Regions from separate parts of the Pan troglodytes genome. Here region 1 is linked to region 2. Evidence: chromatin contacts called from public Hi-C data. All regions are on one chromosome and are shown on one strand. Each heading gives the region's core, a stretch centred on a gene start, on an enhancer-like site or on the middle of the called end of the contact. The rest is flanking DNA. Distances are from core to core; before and after follow the strand shown.

Region 1 (2,749 bases), core at 52-2,551, 79 kb before region 2:
TCAGCTTCTGCCCGGGGCCCACTCAGTCCCGGGTCCGAGTCCCAGCTCCCCTCCCCCCACCCCGCCCCGCCTCTCCCCAGCGCCCCTGGCCCTTTAACTGGCCCCTTCCCGGACCCCACTGCCCAGGGGTCCAGGGCCAGGCCTGGGCCCCCCCCCAACGTTTCCGGGGTTCAAGCCCGCCCACCGCCGGTTCCCGGGGAGGGGGGGGTCGCTGTAACCTGCCCCCCTCCCCTGGGCCCGCCCCTGGACTGCGACCCCCTGCCCTACGGCTACGAGATGAGCGGAGGGGGGGTGAAGGAAGCTGCTCCGGCCCCGCCCCCCCAGCCCGCGCGCACCCCCGACCTCTCCCCCTCCCCCCAGCGCGCGACCCTCGGGAGATAGGGATTTAAATAAAATTTGAATAAATCCCCCTCCTCAAGCGGGAGGGTGGAAGGAAAGGATAGAGGGGGAGAGGGAAAGGGGAAGGGGGCAGTTGGGGTGTCTCAGCCCCCCTGGTCCCCCAGCCCCGCGCTGCTACGGCCCGGGGCCCTGGCCGCCTCTCTCATCCCTCCTCAGCTCCTTCCTCCTTCCTCCTCTCTTCCCCCCTCCCCTCCCCTCCCTCCTCCTTCCCTCCTCCTCCTCCTCCTCCCCCTCTTTACTCCCTCCTTCTCCCAGAGGAACCCCGCCCCCTTCCCCCTCCTTCCTCCACCATCTCCACTTTCCAGGACGAACGCACGCAGGGCTCGACGGGAGTTGTAGTCCTGCGGCCACTGATGCTACGGGGGAACAATAGGACGCTGGGGACAGCGGGAACTACAAACAGGACGGCGGAGGGCGTGCCCAGCCGGGAGCCGAGGATGCCGGGAGTTAGAGTCCCGTTGCCCCGAGGCTCCCAGTTGCAGAACATCGAGAAGGAGAGGGAACGATGACTACAAACAAGATGGCCTTCTCCCCCGACCCGACCTCCTTCCCAGGCGCTCACACGCCCTCCTGTCCACAACCCTCCGCGTGTGTGGTACCTGACGGGAGTCGCAGTCCATCTGCTGCCTTCCCGCTGCCATTTCTACTCGTCAGGAACAATGGAAAGGTGAAAAGGAAAGAGGACTACAAGCAAGATGGCGGAAGAGGGACATACACCTGACTAGTAGTCGATCTTACGAGGTGCGATGGGATTAGTAGTTTTCTAGCCTTCTAGTGTTCCTTAAGAATGGCGGAACCAAGAGGACGAGGAGACTACCGTAAAGATGGCAGGCTACCTAACCTCTCCCGGTCTCCGCTTTCCACCACCTTGGGCACCTCGCCCGCCTGTGGTCTCGAAATCCCCCCCACCAGTGGCGCACGGCCTGACGGGAGTTGCAGTCTCCCGGCTCCCGTTTATCATCTCAAGTCGAGACAATGGAAGGGGATGGGGCGGGGCCACCGGCAAAGATGGCGGCTGCAGGGCCGGGGCGACTGCGACATGGGATGTGTAGTCCAGGCGTCTGGCCTCTTCCCTGCGGAAATGAGGGAGAGGACTACGAAAAAGATGGCGACCTCGCCCCTCGACCTCTGCGCCGGTGCCTGCTGGGAAATGTAGTTCCTTGCCGAGCCCAACAGAGAAAGGACGTCGCTGTTGAAATGTGAATCCCGGCGGACACGCCAAATTGCCAGGCGACGGAAACGGAAAGACTCTTTTCTCCTCTCTCCGCCACCGGCTTCTGAATAGCCTGGCGGGAAATGTAGTCCCAAGCTTTCACTCGCGAGTGGAGGGGAAGGATTTATGTCACCAGTGGGGATCAGTGCGGGTGGGGGAGAAAAACGTCGGGCGATCCGGGAATAAAGAATGTCCGCCTCTCCATGGGGCGAGGACTTTGCGTTTCAGGGGAGGGCCCTTAAAGGAAGGCAGCAGGAATCAGTCTTGTCGAACAGGGGGGCGTGGTTCTCGTCCAGAGTGTATTCACACTCTTGTTCCCTAGAAAGCCTGGGCACCTCCCACTCGATTCCTGCTCCTCAGACCTCCGGGAATCAGTGTCTTACAAGACGTGCGGGCTCCGGGGAAAAGGACCTGGAGTCACAGCGAATCCCCGCCCCGCCCCGGGAAGCCACCAAACCTTGCTTTTTCTCATCTGCAAAATGGGGACAATGGGGATAATGATCCCCACCTCGAAGCACAGTTGTGAGTGTTAAACAAGCCAATGTTCTTGTCACCAAAGTGCCCAATTCTGGCACGGGGCACGCGGTGGTAGATCCCTTTCTAAGGTCCCTTCCTGCCCAGCCGTTCTGGGAGCCCAGGAATCCATGATGCCGGACAGAGTTAGCTCCTGTGAGAAGAAAACTGACCCGCAGGCTCCTCCCAGATTGAACCGACCCCCGCCCCTCCTCATCGGGGTCCTCCAGCGTCTGTTACCGAGCACTGCTCCCAGGGGGCGCTCAATCTCCATTCGACTGAAGTACTACAAACACGATTTCCGCAACCTGGAGTTGGAGGCATTGCAGGCTGTCTAGTCTCATCCCCTGCCTGATATCCAGTCAGCCTTGGAGGCCTCTGCCTAGACACTTCAACTGCCTATGCAAATGGAACGGCTTCTCATCTTTCTGCCGTTTTTTGTTTTTTTGTGTGTGTTTTAAGGTCTTGCTCTGTCACTTGGGTTGGAGTGCAGTTGCAGGATCATAGTTTGCTGCAGCCTCGACCTCCTGGGCTTAAGCAATCCTCCTCCCTCAGCCTTGTGAATACCTGGGACTTCAGGCACGCGCCACCACACCCAGCTAATTTTTAAACTATAATTTTTTT
Region 2 (2,700 bases), core at 108-2,607:
AATAAATAAATAAATAAATAAATAAATAAATAAATTTTAAAATTAGCCAGGCATGGTGGTGCAAACCTGTGGTCCCAGCTACTGAGGAGGCTGAGGCTGAAGGATCTTTCTTTTTTTTTTTTTTTGAGATGGAGTCTCGCTCTGTTGCCCAGGCTGGAGTGCAGTGGCGTGATCTTAGCTCAGCTCACTACAACCTCTGCCTCCCGGGTTCAAGCAATTCTCCTGCCTCAGCCTCCAGAGTAGCTGGGACTACAGGCACCTGCCACCATGCACAGCTAATTTTTGTATTGTTAGTAGAGACGGGGTTTCACCACGTTGGCCAGGCTGGTCTCGATCTCCTGATCTTGTGATCCGCCTGTCTCGGCCTCCCAAAGTGCTGGGATTATAGGCATGAGCCACTGCGCCCAGCTGAAGGATCTCTTGAGCCCAGGAGTTTGAGGCTGCAGTGAGCTGTGATTGCACCACTGTACTCCAGCCTGGGCAACAGAGTGCTGTCTCAATAAAAAAAAAAAAAAAAGAATGCAGAAATACAGAGGTGGCAGATATAAAGATCAGCTACTATCCCCGGGGCTGAGATACAGTATCCAATGAAGAATCTTCTCCCACAAGGGCTGAGATCCAGATGTCATTTGAAAGGCATGGCAGAGAAGCCACTGACATGCCTCACCAAATGAGACCTCCTAGAAATCGGCCCTCTGGGGTATCAGGTGAAGCTGCTATTCCACCAAGCACTGTTGGAACCAAGAACTGTAGGAAACTCACTCTGCAGGAGCCCATTGCTGGAAAGAGCTTTGCCAGTGCAAGGATCAAGCACTGTAGACAGTCAGGCTATTAGAGGAGTCAAGCACGAGAGCATGCAGACTCAGCAAGAGCCCAGTGCCTGAGGAAGCTCTACCCATACAGGAACCAAGTGGCAGAGAAAGCCATGCTTTCTACCTGTTAGATAAAGTGCGCTTGGTGAGAGCACAGTGCTGGAGAAAGCTAGACCGCTACAGAAGCCAAGTACTGGAGAAGCGTGCTCTGCCAGAGTTCAGTGCTAGAGAAAGCCAATAAAGGTCAGGACCAGTGGTGGGTGTGCAAAAACTGTCCAAGTGCCAGGAGCCACTCACAGCAAAGGCGGCATGTGGTATGGGATTTGTGGTGTCCATATTGGGGGAGGGAACGTGGTAAAGTGTTGCAAACTGGGGTCTTTGGGCCTCCCAAGGACTTTTCACTCTGGACATGCATCTAGGGCAGAGAACCACTGGGATCTGCCCCTGAAAAACTGCAGCAAGAGCAAGAAAAATGAAACCTCAACAGGACCAGAACCAGGAAGAGCTTCCCCTTCTTCTTGCAATGTCCCACCAGCGCCCTCTACTGACAAAGCATAACATCATGTTCTTTGCAAGGAGAAATGTATTAGAAGTCCAGCCCGTTATCTTAGAGCAGGTACTGGAGGGTGACATTTAGAGCTGAGACAACTGATTGAAAACTGACATAGTGCCAGAATCCCCACATAGGCTCTCTGACTCAGACTGAAGGTCAATATGACAGGAAGGCCTAAGTGAAAGCCCCTGGAACTTCCCCTCCCTACAGAGAAAAGAAGCCAGTAGAAATACCACATTCCTGAGGGAAGCACAGAGATTAATGCCACCATCAAAAAATTAAAAGAAGCAAGGGTGATGACACCTATCACATGCTCATTTAACCCACCAGTGTGGCCTGTGCAGAAGTCAGATGGATCTCGGAGAATGACTGTGGACTATCATAAACTTTATCAGATGGTGACTCCAATTGTAGCTGCTGTTCCCAGATACAATATCTTTCTTGGAGCAAATTAGTATTTGTAAGGCTGCTAGTTTGTTTGTTTTTTTCCTTTTTTTTTTTTTTTTTGAGACGGAGTCTCACTCTGTCACCAGGCTGGAGTGCATTGGTGCCATCTGGGCTCACTGCAACCCCTGCCCCCTGGGTTCAAGCAGTTCTCCTGCCTCAGCCTCCCGAGTAGCTGGGACTACAGGTGCGCACCACCACGCCCAGCTAATTTTGGTATTTTTAGTAGAGACGGAGTTTCACCATGTTGGCCAGGATGGTCTTGATCTCTTGACCTTGTGATCCGCCTGCCTCGGCCTCCCAAAGTGCTGGGATTATAGGCATGAGCCACCACGCCCGGACTTTTTTTTTTTTTTTTTTTTTGAGGCAGAGTTTCGCTTTGTCGCCAAAGCTGGAGTGCAATGGTGCGATCTCAGCTCACTGCAACCTCTGCCTCCCGGGTTTAAGAGATTCTCCTGCCAAGCAGCATCCCAAGTAGCTGGGATTACAGGCATGTGCCACAATGCCTGACTATTCTTTGTATTTTTAGTAGAGATGAGGTTTCACCATATTGGCCGGGCTTGTCTCCAACTCCTGACCTCAAGTGATCCACCCACCTCAGCCTCCCAAAATCCTGGGATTACAGGCATGACCCACAGTGCCCGGTCTATGCTGCTAGTTTTGAGCAGGGACTGGAGCGAGAGAAGGCTCTGCAGCAAGTCCAGGCTGCATTACATCACATGCTGGTCTACTGTGTGGTGCTTGAGATCCAGCAGATCCGGTAACGCTCAGTGTCCATGGCAAACATGGCAAACACCAATAGAAGAATCCACTCCTTCACACCAACTTTTTTGTTTGTTTGTTTTTTGAGTCAGGGTCTCACTCTGTCACCGAGACTGGAGTGCAGTGGCA

What was found. A called contact is a pair of places that touch in the nucleus more often than the background predicts.
Region 1: a contact with region 2 is called in a Hi-C map of blood, with 13 times the contacts expected there. The contact joins the promoter of FBXL19 here to the enhancer-like site in region 2. A contact is called at or near these places in 3 of 7 Hi-C or Micro-C datasets (blood, induced pluripotent stem cells and stem cell-derived neural progenitor cells).

What each region holds. Positions count from the first base shown.
Region 1 is chr18:34,948,854-34,951,602 of NHGRI_mPanTro3-v2.0_pri, reverse strand. It overlaps FBXL19 (F-box and leucine rich repeat protein 19), which reads right to left and starts at 1,301. Exons shown (of 10, transcript XM_054669321.2): 1 at 999-1,301. The coding sequence starts at 1,040.
Region 2 is chr18:34,870,403-34,873,102 of NHGRI_mPanTro3-v2.0_pri, reverse strand. All of the region lies in intron 5 of BCL7C (BAF chromatin remodeling complex subunit BCL7C), which reads left to right. Among named protein-coding and RNA genes, the nearest start is that of MIR762, 49 kb to the left of the region's middle. Within about 2 kb of position 1,357, at least 4 of the 24 cell types and tissues checked have an H3K27ac peak or open chromatin away from gene starts, as enhancers often do.